4 separate regions of the Mus musculus genome follow, and all the other regions are linked to region 1. A link is a contact called in public promoter capture Hi-C data. All regions are on one chromosome and are shown on one strand. The core of a region is the stretch at or near the end of the contact, and the rest is flanking DNA. Distances in the headings are between cores, read along the strand shown. Region 1 holds the start of Btg3 (BTG anti-proliferation factor 3). Region 2 overlaps Usp25 (ubiquitin specific peptidase 25). Region 3 has its middle 65 kb from the start of Gm31258. Region 4 holds the start of Mir99ahg (Mir99a and Mirlet7c-1 host gene (non-protein coding)).

Region 1 (4,521 bases), core at 532-3,031:
AAAAAAAAAAAAAAAAGATGAAAGAGAAAAAAGAAACACCGGTTTTTAAAGATTTACTAAAACTGCTCTCTTAAGTTTCTTGTCTAATGTGATTTTTACTCTGCGTGCAAATGCAAACGAGGGTCCTCAGAGTGAAGGAAATTCTATATAGTATCTGAGATTTGTCCTGGCAGCCCTACTCACTCGGATCCTAGACGGAAAACACCCAAACGTTCCTCTTGGATGCTTAGAATGCCTAATACACCCTCTACTGCTATGGTCAGCCGGTAGATAGAATCCTCACACACCAGTGGTGGGCACATAGAACTTCAGTCTACTACAACTGCTGTGCCACCTCCCTCCTCCTGCAGTGTGAGGCCTCTTCCGCTCTCCGAAGCTTCCTTTATACTTCATGTATAGCACCTTGTGATGGACCAGCAAAACCCACTGAAACTGAATACACAACTTGGGCGAGGATGTCGCAGATGGAGCCGCATACGCTCCACTCCAAACAAGATAGAAGACTCACACTAGAGAAATGTAATGATTCCTAGACCCCTCTCATTCACCAACTGGGCCAGTACGTGCTACCTAACAGTTTGGGGGATTTGCTTTTTGTTTCCTCAACTTCATATTAAAAAAAATAAATAAATAAAATAAAATTAAGGAAGGAAAGAACCACTTAGCGGTTGCTTTTTGGTTTGTAACAGAAGATGAGTCATACGGACTTATTTATTTTTCTGTTTGAAGGAATGGAATAGCTTAAGAATTAACCCCCTCTTATCAGTGTTCCAGAAGTACCAAAGGCACAGAGAAAGGTCTAAACCTCGGGGGAGGGTGTGTGGGGGGTGTGAATACCACCGGGGACCGGGGGTGGGGGATTAGACCTTAGGCGCCTAGTGCCACCCACACTGTCCCCCAAAGCTCCCATTTTAAACACCGCTTGGTGACGTCACCCCAGGACGTCGTCACCGCGGCGGCTGCTCCTCAAGTTCTACTTTGTTCCACGAGCTCGGCCTTCTAGGAGTTTCTAACTTTGCAGTCTCCCCACCCCCCACCCCCCCCAACCCCTCCCCAGTAACGAAAAAGCCACTCGCAGTTTCTAGAAACCACAACTTCTCCAGGTGGACGCTGCCGAGGTGGAGGGGACGGCAAGCGTGGTCGCGCCGAGAGGCCCTGACCGCCCCGGGCGGCTTTGGCCAGCGGGATCCAGATGCAGCCGGATCGGGCTCCCCTCCCAGCCCGGCGCGGGTGGAGAGAGCCCCCCACGCGCTCCGAGTGGACGGCCTGCGCGCCGCGTCTAACCTGTGCAAACAAACCGGCTTGCCCCTGCCCGCCCGCTGTCGCCTCCCCGGGGGCGGCAGGCGACGTGGCACGCGCCGGAGGAGGCGTCCCAACCCCACCGAGGACCCGCCGCCGCTCCCCTCCGCGCCGCGCATCCCTCGGCCGCTCCGCTTTCGACGTGGCGGCGGGCGCGTCCCAACCTCCCTCCGCCGCGATGCCCGGGGGTCCCCGCCGCGTCCCCTTATGCCAGGCCTGCCCTCCTCACTGCCACCGCGTCCCCGACTCCGACCCCCGGCGGGCTCTCCTCACCGCCGCCGCCGCCGCTCCGGGGGCTGCACCCTCGCCGGGTGCGACCGCGTCCCGTGGCCGGGGAGCCGAGCGCGAGCGCCGCTGCTGCGTCGTCGGGCCGCCGCCGCCGCCGCTGAGCGCGCGCCGACCAGACTGGCGGGCGGCGGAGCGCGCGGCCGACAGGGCGAACGCAGTCCCGACGCGGCCCACGGGGGGCTCGAGGCCCGGAAGAAGGGAGGGGCGATGACTAGGAGAGGCCCGGCGCCGCGAAGAACCAATCCGCGCGCCCTGGGGGCGGGGCTTCCCTCGGGCCCGCCCCCCTCCACCGGTGCGCGTGGCCGGCTCCTGCCTCCGGCCGCGCGCAGAGCCTGGGCTCCGACGGCCGTGCTGGCACGAGGTCGCAGTGCCTCCTGCGCGAGCCCCGAGGGCCTTGCCTCCCTCAGTGGGGTGGGCAGGACGCTTCCTCTTGGCTCTTCGGCCACTCCTCCCCACGCGGGGCTCTCTCCCTTGGATCCGCCCGCCTCTCTGCTGCCTGAGGGCAAGTTCAATCCGGATTCTGCTTTGATGGGCTCTCCCCCTCCTACCCACCTCTGCACGAAGCGGCTGCGGAGGGGAGCTTGGCACTGAGGGCTTGCCAAGTCCCTCCGGTCGTGAGGTCACTAGCTGCCTCCCTGTACGTGAGATGGCTTGGGTAAAACTCTTACCTGGACACTTGGCTGGCAGAGCTCGTGCCTCCATGTGACCGTGGCAGCCTCCTGTTGAGTACGGGGTGTCTCTGCCAGCACTGATGGCCCAATGGATGAGTGGAGTGGCCAGGCTTTGTATTTCTCAGATACTTCTAACTCAAGGACTTGGGGGGGAGGGGTAGCTTTTAAGCCTTGACTAAACACATAAGAAGAGGGAAGATAAACTTTCCGAAGAAAGGCCCATCTTTCCGTCCCTTAGGCTGAACTGGCAGCTAGGTGTTAGTGTTGTGAAAGCAGCTGATAAGTCAGACAGGCCGGAAAAACACAAGACACTCATTAAAAGAGAATTTAAAAATGCAGATTACCATTGTTTTTTTTTTCATTACTTATTTTCTTCATTTACATTTCCAATGCTACCCCATAAGTCCCCCAAACCCTCCCTCCCCCCACTCCCACTTCTTGGCCCTGGTGTTCCCCTGTACAGAGGCATATAAAGTTTGCAAGACTCTTTCTCTTTCCAGTGATGGCCGACTAGGTCATCTTCTGCTACATATGCAGCTAGAGACCAGCTGAGGGGTGGGGGGTGGGGGGCTCCTGGTTAGTTCATATTGTTCCACCTATAGGGTTGCAGATCCCTTTAGCTCCTTGGGTACTTTCTCTAGCTCCTCCATTGGGAGCCCTGTGATCCATCCAATAGCTGACTGTGAGCCTCCACTTCTGTGTTTGCTAGGCCGGGGCATAGCCTCGCAAGAGACAGCTATATCAGGGTCCTTTCAGCAACATCTTCCTAGTGTATGCAATGGTGTCTGCGTTTGGAGGCTGATTATGGGATGGATCCCCGGGTATGGCAGTCTCTAGATGGTCCATCCTTTCGTCTCAGCTCCAAACTTTGTCTCTGTAACTCCTTCCATGGGTGTTTTGGTCCCAATTCTAAGAAAGAGCAAAGTGTCCACACTTTCGTCTTCGTTCTTCTTGAGTTTCATGTGTTTTGCAAATTGTATCTTGTATCTTGGGTATTCTAAGTTTCTGGGCTAATATCCACTTATCAGTGAGTACATATCATGTGAGTTCTTTTGTGATTGGGTTACCTCACTCAGGATGATGCCCTCCAGGTCCATCCATTTGCCTAGGAATTTCATAAATTCATTCCAAGAACTAATTGTTAAAGCTTTATTTAGACTATGTTGGTGATTATAGCCTTGTGAGCCTCAAAAATAATAATTTTTTACCAGAAGTATAAAACCCTCAAACCATTATAAAACTAGTGTGCTATGCCTCTATTTTGTGAGAAGCACTTCTACTATTGTGAAACTAAAGCTATTTCTCAATTTAAAGGGGGTGCTGTCATATACATCCGTGGGACTATTCCCGGAGATGTGCTTTCGTTTAAAACAAATAATCACATTGACGTTGTTTTACTGCTAACAGCTCTTAACTCTACAGTTTCACAAAATAGGTAGTTACAAACATTTTTAACTGCCAGGAAATTTCAAAATCTCATGACTAATGTTCTATGTAATTTTTTTCTTTGTTTGCTTTTTTTGAGATAGGGTTTCTCTGTGTAGCCCTGGCTGTGCTGGAATTCACTCTGTAGATCAGTCTGGCTTCGAAACTCATTGAGATCTGCCTGCCTCTGCTTCTCAATGCTGGGATTAAAAGCGTGTGCTGCCACCACACTGTGATGGCTCAGTGAATTAAGATGGCTCGCATGCCCAGTTAGGATCCCTGTGATAATAATTAATCATTATTAATCTATGGTTATATATAACACTGTGGTTCAGACAACAGTACCATAGCTAAAAAAACTAAACCAAAGGTGAAAACCCCTGAAATCTCACACATTCAGTAAGACTGCACAAATCTGAAACACCTCTGCCCTCTCTCATTTACTTTGCTCCCACATTGTAACTCCTTTCACGCTTTGCAAAACTTGTCCATGGAGGCTGTCAAGATGGCTCCGTGGTTAAGAGCAATTTTCCCTTTCTGACAGGAGAGGTAGTTCTTTGGCTTCTTCAACAGGACTCACCTATTTTCCAATTCATGACAGAGTCTGAGTTCTCTCAGTGAGTTTAGCCTACAGGTACATATCATGCATGCATACATACATATAAAGAAAGAGGGGAGAGAGGAGCTTTAAGAATTGGTGTGAGTGGTTATGGCACATGGAAATCTCAAGATCTATAAGGCCATCATCATTCTGGAAGTCATCAATAATTGAAATTAGCATTTGAGTCTGAAATTTATATCTAAGATTTCTATTTTAAGGCCTTAAGGCACATTTTTA
Region 2 (4,521 bases), core at 757-3,256, 1.3 Mb before region 1:
ATTGAAATTTTGTAAATACTCCTTTTCTCAGCATACTCTCGACCAGTAGTTAATTAAGACTACCCGCAAATTCCCCTCAGATTTGGTAAAGGGGAAAGGAGAAACCATTTTGAAGTAATAAATCAAGAGACCCACGTTATTGTAGCAATGAGGCTTGCTTTCTGTCTTACTTTTTCTGTACTTTAGTTCATAGTGCTGTTCCACAGTTTGTGAGAATCAGGTTTTAAGAAATAAAATAGAAGGGCATGCAGTGGGAATTGCTGATTGAAGATCTTTGCAAGCACTGGTAGTAGAATCTTGTGCCGTCCAGGTTATGAAATTCCCTAGTCTCACACACTGTGGAGGGAAGTGACTGAAGTGGACCAAACCAGTTCTACTGAGGCTGTTTTATGGCAGTGAGGTTGGAGGATCAGGGGGTCTTCTTGTCATTGGCTGCATCCTTGGACCCTGAGATGTACTCGCTGGTTTCATAGGCAGCCTGTGACATACACGCACATCTCCTAACCATCCCAGGAGTGCGCCCAGCTCAAACAGGTTCAGATTCTTGCAGAGGCATGATCTGAGACGATGAAGACAGGTTGAAAACTGTGAGCTCGGAAGCTGCTTGGGAAACTCTGGAAGCTGGGAATGAAAAACGAGAGTCCAGGCGTGGTGGCACTCACCTCTAATCCCAGGTGGATGCCTGGGAGTTCAAGGTCTGCCCTGATCTTCACCGAGTTCCAGGTCAACCAGGGCTACATAGTAATGCCCTGTCTTAAAGAAGGCAGCTGTAGAGAAACGTCAGAGTTGCGGCAGGGCTCCCTGATATGTGGTGTCTTTCCTTGTTCAAAAGAGTGGTGTTTTTATTCTGTGTCTTCCAAGGCTTACCTCTTCTCTTCTCTCCTCTTTCTTTTTCTCTTTTTCTTAAAAAAGAAAAACAAAATAGGTTCATTGTTTCTACTGTAATAATTCTGATTTCTTCTCTGCCCTCTAGCACCAGCAGACATTTTTGAATCAGCTGAGAGAAATTACTGGGATTAATGACGCCCAGATACTCCAACAAGCCCTGAAGGTATGGCCTTAGCTTACAGCTTACATCTGCGGCGTACTTTTCTCTCTCTTGTGTACTGTATTAGTTAAACCATATATTTGTAGAGACGGGAAAGCAGTCTCTTATAAAGCGAGAGCCTCATTTTGTGTGTTGCAATTGTAAACAAGTAATTCCTGCTACCTTGGAGTGGTGTGTAGCCCCTCTATAGCAGATACTTTTTCTGCAGAATGGTAGGGCATAATTTCAGTGCTCATGAATAATGTTTTTCAACCATGATTTAGTATATGACTGCGGTTCAGTGTATGGGTTAAAATACAATGTGAAGAAGGAACACAAATTAGAGAAGCAATAGGGCCCACAGCTTACCTCTTTTTCTTTCTGAGACTGAGAAATATATATTGCTTTCACCTATCATGTTGCTCATGATAACTTCATTTAGTTAAGCATGCTGTAAGGATATTCCACCTCAAATTTCAGTAGCGTGTGCATCAAAGCCAACGTGCCATTTGGTTGTATCCTAGATACACTCTCATTTCCTTATGGAGCTGCTCAGATGAGTCAAATCCCGTGGCTAGCTCACAGGGAGAAGGATGAAGCCAATGAAGTGTATGCTTGAAATAGAACTGTAGTTTGAGCTCATTTGTATGGAACATTTTTATCACCTTAGTCACAGGCATAGATGGGAGCCTTTGTAACTCATCGATGAGAGAAAAAGTCAAAACGGTCCCTGATTCTGAGCTAGAGAGCTTTAATTTCCAGAGATAGTTTACGATTTTAAAGTTTTTGATGGTTATGAGCAAATATCACCAATGATAGCAACAACCTGCGTTTCAGTTCCTCATGTGGGTTTGTTCATTTAGTCTTATATTTCCAAGAGATAAATACTTCCATTTCCCCACTTTGAAAATGACGAAACCTAAACCGTTAAGTAACCCACTCCAAATCACACAGCGGCGTGTGGAGAGGCTGGAAACAGGAGCTACAGCAGCCATCGGCCGGTGCCTGACTAAGGCTGTGTCTGCTGCTCTGGTGGGAGCTGCTGCTTTGTCCTGTTTGCCAGAAGGATGCTGGCAGGAGTTTATACAGAGCTGTGCATCTTGTCATTGGAGGAAGCAGCACTGTGCAGTCCCTCAGTTCTTAGGAGCACGTCTTTCTTTCATTCTGATAAATACCTGACCAACCCACTCCTTTCCCAGGAGATCACCGAGGATGGAGGGTGGAGGGTGAGGGTGAGGGTGTAGCCCATCACTTGGCTATGTGCATTTGGAGGAGACCCCCTCCCTGTTTTACATTTGAGAAATATAGATCAATTAAGTCTTGTCCACATTCCTTAAGTGTAAGCGGTTTTTCTTCTTCACAAACTTACATTTCAAGTTAGGTGATAGAGTAAATAGGACATTTAAACCCCAACTGATAGCCTTTCTGATTTCTCAAGGGATTTAGTAATGAATTGATTCTCTTACCAAGAAGTCCCTTGTGTTGGGAACCACAGCTACTGACTTCATCACTGTAAGCTGAACATGCTACTAGCTACTTCCCTTAACCCTGCCCAAATACCTGACAAGTGGAACTTGGGATGGCTGGAGAAGTGGCTCAAGGCGATGAGCATTGGCTGCTCTTGCATAGGACTGCATTTTGGTTCCTAACACATTATTGGCTTTCTCCATCTCTACTGGGTCAGATCTCCTCTTCTGGCCTCTGCAGGCACTGCACTCCTGTACACATAAACACACATACACAGACACACACAGACACACACACACACACACACACACATAGCTTTTAAAAAGCCAAGAGAGGAGGGTGGATTCGTTTCGGCTCAGTTTCGGCTCAGTTTACGAGTGCTGTCTCGTGGTGGGGATTCACAGTGGCAGGAGCGTGAGGGTGCCTGCTCACACCTCAGCAGACCTGAAAGCAGAGCTGGGAGACCCTCCCCGTCCACACTTCCCTGAGTTTACACAGCCTGACTCCTGAGAAAGTCACTCAGCCTCCCCAATGTTGCCATCAGCTGGGTACTGGTCTTCCAACTCAGGAGCCTGTGAATTACATTTTAGATCCAAACCATAACAAGAATCTATACTTAGTTATACAGGCTGAATAGCCACCAGGTTGTAAAATCCCTGCTGTGTTTGGGTTGAAGCACTTAGCAGGTTTCTTGACACACAGTAAATACTTCCTCAGTCTTCACTGCAGTTCCTTTGGTGAGCAGTGTACTTGCCTGACAGTGGCCTCTCTTAAAGGTGCCTCTTGGAAGAGTCACTTAGTCTCATAATGTACATAAAGGCGTCACACAGTGAAGCTGTGTTGTTGCCTTCCCACCACCCTCTCCTCAGCTCCCTGCTAGAATGAGTCTGCGGCAGGAATTGCTTCTTCATTCTTTTGCCTGTTGGTTATTTTGCAATTATCTTCATCCCAGAATTCTCTCTTCTCCTTAATAGGTTAGCAGGGATTTCTCAGACTTTGCTTCCATAGTTTTCTTTTTAATGCATAGCCAACACAAGCTTTTTACCATGAACATCATACGATGTCCAAAGTGTTCTACTGCCTTTAAAAGCAAAACAAAACAAACAACCCTGTGAGGTTTTTACATTCTAGCTTCTGATACAGAGATGACTTGATTTATCTCTGAGTTCATTGTGCTGCCTCAGTTAGCTGCCTTGGGATAGTATTACATTTTACCTATCATTAGTCCTTTAGAGATTCTGAAGACAAAACTGAGCAACCCTCCTCTCCTTGCTTTTTCGAATTCTAAATGAACATTTGCATATTTTGATTAGCTGTGCTTTTGATGAGCAGTGACATGTGTGTGAATGTTTGTGTGTGTGTGTGTGTGTGTGTGTGTGTGCGCGCGTGTGTGTGTGTGTGTGTGCATAGTTGTCATCTTGATGGCAGTAACCATTTCTGCCTAGCAATTCTCCCTGCCTCTCCATCCTATCAAGTTCTAAACCTCTGCTGTCCTATGAATCCTTGGCATTTTGCTCCAGTTTGTTCCTAGCTGTGTGTCCAGTATCCGTGTGAGAGAAGCTGTATTTTAACAAGTCACTTTTCACTCTTATGGAACACCCCCCCCCCCGGGGGGGGGGTGCAATCTAGATTACTCATTTGTTTCACTTTGGAAGCTCATGATTTGACTTTTCTAAATGGATAGGAAAGTAATAGAAAACTAAGAAAATAGACAATTGATTTTAGGGCTGTATTAGATGTCTTAATAACGAATATCATAAATTATGGATAATAAAATATTACTATTAAGTTAGAGTTGTATTAAAATAATTTCAAATCAAAATGATTTTTGCCACAAAACATTATGGATAAAATTATGTACATTTTGTGTGATTATATATCATTATTCGAAATTCATTGCGTGTTCCTTTATTGATATTTGAAGGATAGTAACGGAAACTTGGAATTAGCAGTAGCCTTCCTCACTGCAAAGAATGCCAAGACCCCCCCACAGGAGGAGACAGGCTATTACCAGACAGCGCTTCCAG
Region 3 (4,521 bases), core at 634-3,133, 1.1 Mb before region 1:
CAGAAAAGCAAACACTCCAATCAATTCAGGTAAACATTGGTGAAATACTACCTGAAAAAATAGTATTTCAGTTATCATTCTTACTGGGAAAACAAAGTAAAATAAGCACGAAATGTAGGAAAATATCTTTCTGCCAGTATCCTCAACCAGTGAACACTTCTGTAAGCTGGATCCTGTCTTTTCTTCCTCTGTCGTAGAATCACTCACTGGTCATACTGCCATTCTGTTTATGAATATGTAAATATAACGTGCACAGAAATAATAGCAGTTTGCCCAGAGACCAGGCTATAGTATACTGATTTTGTATACTCACAGAATATTTAATTTTTTAAGCAGTCAAATTAGTGCTGCAAGATATACCCTAGTTCCGTGATATGGAAATGCGCAAATGGAGCTTAGGCAGATGCCCACGACAATTGAACTGCAAATAAATGAACATCTAAGCCTAACCGTGGAGAGACATGTACATTATTTAGCTTCTTACTCTGATGCTTAGTGATACAGAGGAAGTCTTTAGGTCCTTAATTACCTTTTATTTGCTGACTAGATTCTACCTCCACAGCTCACACCAATAAATAACTAGACTAATGTTTAAATCATGCACACACAACACACACACACACACACACACACACACACACACACACACACACACCACATACTTTTCCTTTGAAGCAGAAAATGATGTCTATATTCACCCAAGTGTTGTGGAGGAAGCATTAAGCTTTGGGAAGGAAATAATCGGTGGATTTTTATTCCTGAAGTAAGCAAGCATGTTCGTGCATATTCTTTCTGCATACATGCCTATGCGTCACTCAGTGCAAGCGGTGCCCCTGCAGCTTTTGCGCAGTAATTAGATTGGTGTAATCACAGTGGAATGAAGACAGCCACACTGATAATTTCACAGTGAATATTAAAGACATATGTGCCTTCCAGTGTACAATAAATGAACCTGAACTGCTGTCAGGGTCTAGGAGGACAGTGTGGCCAATGCACCTATTGTGTCCCTGCTGCAGAAAGGAGCCTGCCGATTGGCTACTGTCTGCAGCACATAGCACTGGCTTGTTATAAAGGACTTGTCTAGGGGAGAGCCTGTAGGTACTCCATTGTCTGGTAAAGTTCATATGACTGCATTATTTTGCAAGGGGGGTGGTGGAGGTGGTGGTGGAGGGAGAGCTTAGAGGGGGTATCAGCTCAACTGTAAAAGCTATACAGATTCTCTCTCTCTCTCTCTCTCTCTCTCTCTCTCTCTCTCTCTCTCTCTCTCTCTCTGTCCTTCCTCTCTCTCTCTCTCCCCCTCTCCCTCTCTCCCTCTCCATAGATCATCTCTGCTTCATGCCCTGTCTCATTTCGCATAGCTAAAAAAAAAAGAATGCTAATTAAGATCCCATGTCTTAACCTGAAAATAATGACTCGGCTGTAATTAGAAATCTGCTGAGAGTTTAAAATTCTAGTAGGGGACCAAAAGCATCAGTTATGGTGATTAGGAAGAAAATGAAGAAGTATGTTTCTGTAATCAAGGTAAACATGGGAAAAGGGGGATTCCCTCATCTTTTTTTTTTATCCAATTTTAACCAATAGTATTCTGCTGCAGATGAGAAGATACTGTGTTTCAAAAACGATTTTAACCATCAAATTGAAAGAACACAAATCAGTAGCAATAGAAGCCTTAATCCTCCTTAGGATGCAATTCAGATGAAAGACCTGCTTTTATTTTTCTTTTTTGTATGTGTGTGTTATAGACGGATCTGAGAACGCTGTCTGGGCTTCGTGCCAAGGGCTGGTATTCACACAGCAACGACGGCCTCACAGAAGAGCTGTGGGAAGCAGGAGGGCGAGCCTCTCTTAGGGTGCCACTACTATGGAGACACAGCTGGGCTGAACAAGATTTGCTTCAAACGACAACAAGAGAGACAGAAAGTATCTGATTCAACCGCTGCCCAAGCAGGCAGGCACCAGAAGAGCTAGCAGCCAATCCGGCCATGCTCGAAGCCAGTCCTGCAGCTCAGCCAATCAGTGACATCATTGGTGAGAAACTCATTTACATCATGCAGTAATGAACTTTGTTTAACATAGCCTTCCCCCTTTTCCTATTACCCTCCCCTCCCCCAGATTAGTCCTTCCATTAATTATTCTGGTGGCATAATTTAAATCGCTATGTGAAAATGTGGCTACATTCTTCCTGGTAGCTCTTACCCAGTCTCCAACTGATGTCTGCAGTAACAGAAGTGGTTCTAAGTACAATGCTATTTTGCTTGGTTGGGTCTTGCATATATTATCTTCTCCTTCTTAAAAAGAAAAAAAAAAACTCTCAGAAAAAAAATCCCAAACTTTTGTTTATTAGATGCCCCCTCTCAATGAAATACGTGTTTTCTCCAAGTTGCTGTACAATGTAATAGGGAATGGGGGGGGGGTATGCTGCCATGGACGTTGTGATTTTTTTTCCAAGCAATCTGCATCTTGGAGGTCCCTTTCACGTTTTTAGATTTTATGTTGTAGTGGCCATTTTACATACAGTGCTTTCTCCAAGAAAAAGCTCTATGTACATCTGTCAAATGGAGGAAAGTTCTCTCTTGTTTTATTCTGTCCTTCACTGCTCTCAGCCAACATGTCATCTTATTAATGAATAGAACTGAGGTCATTTCTGAACAAATCTCTCCCTTCCCATCGCAGCACAATGCACCTGATTTGCATCCATTTACTAGAAATACTGAATACAAGAACCAGCTTGAAAAGAAGTGCAGGGAACAGCTTACATATTATTTCAGAATATGACAGGGACATTTGTTTCTCAGGAGGCATAATATGTAACAGCTGCTTTAATGTTTCTCTGAAAATGCCTGCTCTCCATTTATAGTTCAATACCTCCAGTGAATTTATGGGATCATTATATAACCAGAGTTGAGCAAATGAAATCATAGTCACGAAGGAATTCATTTATCTACGGAAAGACATTTGGAAGTACAATGTTGTCTCGCACATTTGTGTTTTGTTGGTCAGGATAACACACTTTGTTCGATAGATGGCTTAAAAAGTCTGAAACATGTGGTCTGAGAAGATTTCTATTTGCTTTACAGATGCCCAAAGACTGAAACTGGGACAGACTTTAGTGTGATTTCTCTTAATTCATATATTCCATGCGTTGTTGCCATGAAAAGCATGTGGTTGTCTAGAACTGATAGCCAAAGTCCATTGTCTATTTTCTATTAAAGGAATGCTTTGGATATAATTATTCAAAGACATGGAATTTTAAAATACACCAACAAAGGTGTCATAACTGTGCACGGTTTTTTAAAAGAAGCTTAGCGAGCACAATGATAGGCATAGCCACACGAAGGGTTTAGACAAGAAGCCCATGGCCCTTTTAATTCATGAGGCATTCCGTCATCCCGTCATCTGTATTCAGGGGGCGACTGTCCTGAATCAGTCATGAGCTCCCCTGCTGCAGATCCTGTAATTTGAATCATGTGTAATAATATATTATCCTACTGGGGGCCCTCTCTCAGTAGGAAAATGGTTTCTACATTCTGGTATAAGAGAACTTTTGGCTGCTAGCCGCCTCACAGCCATTACTCACATGGACAGTCACAGTTGTCCCCCTTAAGGAATAACATCTGCACAACCTTGTCAGCCAAAATTCTGCAACCTCCCCTCCTCGTTATGAATTATGATTTCTTAGAATTGGGAAAGCTAGAAAAACTGAAGCCTGAAAGTGGAAGGCTGAAAGAAACGGATCAAAATTTTATAGCACATGCCAGGTGACAACAGCTCAAATTCCCATCTCTTTGAATTGATGGGTAAGTGGGTGGAGGGATAACAAGCGATTACACCTAAATGCATTTGCTTGGCTAGACACTGCTAAAATGTCATGTGTTCGGTGAGGACATGGTTGTATGTGTGTTTCTGTGGATATCCTAGCCAGGTCCTATAAAAGGGTGTGGCAAAATGGAGCGTTAGCTGAGGATGGAGCCCACAGTTCAGGCAGAGGAATTGTCTCTGCTCTGGGAGGCGAAGAAGTGGTGGAGAAAAAGCCATTCTGCCTTAGGTGCTAATTCCACTAACAGCTCTGGGCTCTGATTCTCTTGTTGTAAACATGACGAGGTCACTGAATTTCTCTCTGTTTTCCTTACCAGTGATAAGCAAACGCTCAGGTGGCACCTTGGCATTTCTCCCTATGGAATATCTTTCTGTTTCTTAATCGCCAAAGTCTCTGTTTGCTCCATGCAGCTGCTTAAGTCCGCCTTTTGTAAAATCTTTGTAAATCATGGCCAAATCTCCCCCTTCTCCACGCTTGTCTTTGTACCTCCATATCTGCATTTGTGGCTGTTAACAGCTTTATAGAGTCACATGTGTACATTTGTGTAACGAGACCCTTACAGGCAGAGACCACACTGAGTTGACCTTGAGCCTGTAGGTCTTAGAATAATGACTTATATTCCCACATTTGGAATTCATAGTCCAGCTAATGAATTATGAGTATATTATAAACCATTACAGAAATTGCAAGAATTACGGAGATTG
Region 4 (4,521 bases), core at 1,257-3,756, 1.0 Mb before region 1:
AGCAAGCTCTTGTTGGCATCCAAGGGTCTTGGTTTGGTGTCTGTGTATGGGATGGATTCCCAGGTGGGACAGTCTCTGGATGGCCTTTCCTTCAGTCTCTGCTCCACACTTTGTCTCTGTAACTCCTTCCATGGGTATTTTGTTTCCCCTTCTAAGAAGGACCGAAGTATCCACACTTTGATCTTTCTCCTTCTTGAGTTTCTTGAGCTTTGTGAATTGTATCCTGTATTCTAAGTTAGCACCTCAAAATACACTGTGAAATGATTTAGGCAGGGGAGATAATTTTCAAATTAAATGAATTGAGCAGCCCATGATCTGCTACATTGGATCAAGTCATCAGAAAACATCTAGAGGAGCGAACGTTTCCTCTACAAAGTAAAGATGGGACTTGACGTGAATCAAAATGACAAACTCTCTCTAATAGTGTCTGGGTAGTAATCATTGCCGAGTAATAGCAGACTTCAGCAGAGGGGACTATTTTCATAACCTGTGTGTAATTCAGAAAGGTCTATGGCCACATAAAAACCTACAAACTGGCCATAAAAACTACTTTATAGCCAGGGAAATCATCAAGGCCTGTTCAACTTCTGTTGTATGTTTTATGCTGTGCATGGTTATTAGTGACCTTTCTGAACTTGCTAGAAAGAAATCCTTATTTCATGTACACTGATGTTCCATTACAATAGGGGCTAAATCTTGAAAGTAGATGACTGTAGACATCTAAAATATAAGGCTGGGTGCCCTTGTTGACTCTTAAATTAGCTGTTCATCTTGAATAAAGCGATTGAGAAAACTCTGAATGTACAACACGGGGTATTGGGGTAGTGATGAAGTGTAGCAACCTCGGTGGCCTTGGGAACCTTCAAGCACTAACTAGGTTAGTCGCTAACTAGGTTGGTCATTTTCCCATGTCTATTTTTCAATGTCTATTTTTTAGTGATGCTCACTTTCAGTATACAAAACAGGCATGAGGGAGTCACAGAAAGATCTCAAACATGTTTTATTTATTTATTTATTTTTTGTTTTCTAAAACTTATTCAGAGGCGATATACAGACCAATCAATGACGCATATTTCACATTTGAGAAAGTGGAAACCCCAGTTTCTGCACTCAGTCTCACCCAGAGCTAACTTTACCACTTATATTCTCTGTTTCTGTACTTTCAAAAAGTCTGCTCTACCTATTAGAAAGCATTATTTAGCTGCTAATCTTATAATTTGTTCATTTTAATTTGTCTATGTTTTGTTTTATATCAGATAACAGCTGATTAAAGCTAATTCAGTTTTGCTAATTCGAAGATGGTCGAGGCAGATGAAAGATCAGCATCTAAAGGAATTTCCCAGGCAGGCCTCGCATGCCTGTGCAGTTACTTAGTAAATAGGGTGAAGGATGGAGTGTTGGGCATCTATCTCTATCTCTGAGTGACAGCTACTGGGAGAGGGAGGGTGTCTAATCTAATCACTGTAGAAACATGAGCATTTTAATTTGGTTGGATCATTCAAAGAAAGGGTTTGCTTTGAAGTACAATTACTTGATACTTCCTTGTCACAAATTTGATAATGATACCTATCCTTGTAAAGTGTTTTTGAAGACTACGAAGATGTAATGCATAAAACGCAGATAGAGTTTTGCAATATTACATTTTTTTTTCTTAGCACGTCATAGCTTTTCTTATGAATTCCCAGTTAAAAATGTACTAAAATGAAGAAGCGCTTTTTCGGAACTGGAGGAAATTGTAACTAATATAGTTCTGAAAATAAGAGAATTCGTGAAGTTAATTTTGCATGGAATCTCACCCGGGGTTAGCAGGCTAGGCTGTATCCTCAAAGTGAGGTCAGTTCCTTAGCTACGGAGAACTTTGTCGATAGTTGCATCAAAATTAATTAATTAAAATTAATTTTACATTAAAATTCTTTAAAAGTCTCAAGGAAAACCATACTACTGCCTATGCTTAGCCATGTGATACAAGGGATATGTATGCTGGTAATCATGTGAGTGTCTACATGAGCTCTTTTGTCATTTCCACATCTGCAGGCACATAATATAAAGAAAACATGTTACTATTCTGTCCTGAACGCTGTTTGATTTAATGTGAAAAAGTATTGTTTTAAATTCACTGAGTCAAGCAATACCTACTCAGAAAGAACACTAGGGGGTTACCTTCGGTTTACTTTACATCTTTAGCACATTTACTATTAAAAAATATTTCTAGAATGCAGTGTCTGCTCGGCTTAGGTTATCTAAGCTGTAATAAGTAGCCTTGGGACCCCTGAAGGCACACCCCACACACTTATGCTGTGTGACCTCGGGTCACAAGTAATGGCTGCAAGCTAATTGATTGAGAAAGGCTTGTCTGGCAGGGCCCCTTTTGCGTCCTGCCTGTACATTCCGAAGTTCTGTGAAAAGAGGCACTAGCGCTCAGCCACGCAAGGCAGGAAAACAGAGGAAGTTTTCGCATTCTGACTGCAGCCTGAGTTCCCCGGAGCAAGGCTGCTTCTCTCCACCCACTCCTCACCAAGAACTCCTGAACTTGAGAGTGGACGACTTCAAAGCTAGCTCTCACAGACTCACCTGGAAAAGAGTTCAGCTGCGCGTTCATTGAACCGAGAGGCCAGATCACCTATGTGAGGCGGTGGGAACCATATGGAGATTTATATTAGAACTTCAGCAAAGTGCACAGCTGCAGCCGGCAGAAGCCAGCTCTCGGGCTGACAGGCAAATGAACCAGATCGTGGACGGGGCCTCTGGGTGGCAGCTCCGGCCTTTTGGTTGTTGGACAACTATAGTCAGAACTGAAATGGAACAGGGGCAGGAGAAATAACACACTTTTACTCCACGCAACTGTTGCTTTCACATGGTGAGTGCAGATTTAAGATGTTGCTCAAATATTCTTTCTGGGTTGTAATACAAGTTAAGAAATCTGCTCTGCTTTTTGGGGGGTGGGGGGAGAAACAAGCCATCAAGAATACTTAGAAATTCCGAAGCTCTGTGGCTTTGTCTCTGCTTCATTTCACGTGATACTTGCAATCTGAGAGAAAAAAAAAAAACTCGTAGCGTCCAGTCTGTTCTTTCTCTTCCAGATTTTCTTTTGTTTAAGTCCTGCTTTTCTGCAACCAGAGTCAATATTGATTTAGGCAAATCAAATGTGGCTGGGATGAGGAAGAAGGGGGAGTCAGGATATGTGTAAACATTGCATTTAGTCCAACTTCTGTGTCACTGGGCGCTGGCTTCATGATTTGGTGCCTTATCTCAGGAATAAGTCCTATGGAAAGAGCTTTGCATTCCTGGCCAGGAGAAGGGTCAGGGCCCGTGTTTAGCAGCCAGCCAGCCAGCCAGTGAGAATTGCTGTTGCTCCCTCTTATTTTTAATATAAAATAGTTAAGAAAGTACATCTTCATGCATTGAAAACTAAGTGTGCTTTGATTTCCCAAGTCCCTTCCCAGTGGTTTATGTGTCTTATCCCTGGGAAGGATTCTTTAAAAGTCCTTGAGCAACAGCGTGCAAACTTCTTTTGTTCCTGCTGATCCTGTTTGCTCACGTTGTGTGCTATCGACTTTGCACACATTTCTTTTTGAAGAATCATGTTGCAGTAATGCAGAGCAGTTTTTGTTTGTTTGTTTGTTTGTTTGTTTCAGTGCAAATACCTTAGAAGTTAGTAAGGTCATGTTTTCTAAAATAAAACCAACCAAGCTCAACGAAAAACCTTACAGTATAAGTTGAGAATAATTCCTTGTTTAAACGTAACTAAGTCCTGTTTTAACTATGTTTTGTTGTTGTTCAAAGAAAATCTTAGCTTGCCAGCATGTCCAGGAATGTGAGCCGAGGCGACCTATTTTTCTTATTCCAACCTCTCATGTTCATAATCACATTTATAGTAAGTGCTAAAATATACTTTCTGATGTTCACCTCATTAGAAAAATCAGTTTTTGCTACCATAATATTTGCAATTGATGTTATCAAAAAATATGGAGGATCTTTATGGTCCATTTGTTGATTTGATGAAGTTTTAGGTCTACTTCAGCATCGTTTAAACATTTTCCAAAGCAGAGAGACAATTCAGTTTTGTCTACTTGTTTAAAGCACAGAACTTACATGGGGGACAGACTCCTTTTATCTGGAATCTTCTGTTTGTTAAAGTAAATTAATAAACCAAACAAAAAACCAAACAAAAGGCAGCCAGTGAGAAGCTGCAGATTTGTAGTGAAAGGGAAGGGGACTTTAAGGGTGTCGGAATGTGATTCCATTTCCGAGGTAATTTTGTAGCATTTCTTAGCTGCCTTTGCAAACTTTATGGAAACCTGTTAACCGCTGGCAGCCCTGAGCCCTAGGTTTGCATTTTGAACGGAGATTATGCACAGGAAAGACAAGTTCGTCCTGTCATGTGACCTGAGCTGCCTTATCAAAGCAAAATATGGCAGCCGCATTCTTTCCTGAGAGAACGAAGTTCATTATGTCCTTGCCACCTGTTACGTTCACTCTTTGTCCTTGTGGCCACACAGTTCCTGCTTGTTCCTGCTGCCA

Evidence for each region. Promoter capture Hi-C pulls out the DNA fragments that hold promoters and counts their contacts.
Region 2: a promoter capture Hi-C map of hippocampal neurons shows a contact between it and region 1, with 5 times the contacts expected there. The contact joins the enhancer-like site here to the promoter of Btg3 in region 1. A contact is called at or near these places in 7 of 39 promoter capture datasets (the 3T3-L1 cell line, 3T3-L1-derived adipocytes, the C10 cell line and 3 more), 1 of 115 datasets of contacts at active chromatin or transcription factors (embryonic forebrain) and 1 of 9 other capture datasets (liver).
Region 3: a contact with region 1 is called in a promoter capture Hi-C map of hippocampal neurons, with 5 times the contacts expected there. The contact joins the enhancer-like site here to the promoter of Btg3 in region 1. A contact is called at or near these places in 4 of 39 promoter capture datasets (the 3T3-L1 cell line, cranial neural crest, hippocampal neurons and 1 more) and 2 of 115 datasets of contacts at active chromatin or transcription factors (astrocytes and embryonic forebrain).
Region 4: a contact with region 1 is called in a promoter capture Hi-C map of the 3T3-L1 cell line, with 7 times the contacts expected there. The contact joins the promoter of Mir99ahg here to the promoter of Btg3 in region 1. A contact is called at or near these places in 2 of 39 promoter capture datasets (the 3T3-L1 cell line and liver).

What each region holds. Positions count from the first base shown.
Region 1 is chr16:78,375,029-78,379,549 of GRCm38.p6, forward strand. It overlaps Btg3 (BTG anti-proliferation factor 3), which reads right to left and starts at 1,782. Exons shown (of 5, transcript NM_009770.3): 1 at 1,573-1,782.
Region 2 is chr16:77,032,930-77,037,450 of GRCm38.p6, forward strand. It overlaps Usp25 (ubiquitin specific peptidase 25), which reads left to right. Exons shown (of 24, transcript NM_013918.2): 2 at 974-1,051; 3 at 4,419-4,521. Among named protein-coding and RNA genes, the nearest start is that of Usp25, 21 kb to the left of the region's middle. Within about 2 kb of position 2,007, at least 51 of the 459 cell types and tissues checked have an H3K27ac peak or open chromatin away from gene starts, as enhancers often do. A contact at or near this core is called in hippocampal neurons, where this site is marked.
Region 3 is chr16:77,235,223-77,239,743 of GRCm38.p6, forward strand. No RefSeq gene overlaps it. Among named protein-coding and RNA genes, the nearest start is that of Gm31258, 65 kb to the right of the region's middle. Within about 2 kb of position 1,884, at least 101 of the 459 cell types and tissues checked have an H3K27ac peak or open chromatin away from gene starts, as enhancers often do. A contact at or near this core is called in astrocytes, embryonic forebrain and hippocampal neurons, where this site is marked.
Region 4 is chr16:77,326,822-77,331,342 of GRCm38.p6, forward strand. Mir99ahg (Mir99a and Mirlet7c-1 host gene (non-protein coding)) reads left to right here and starts at 2,507. Exons shown (of 5, transcript NR_015543.3): 1 at 2,507-2,857.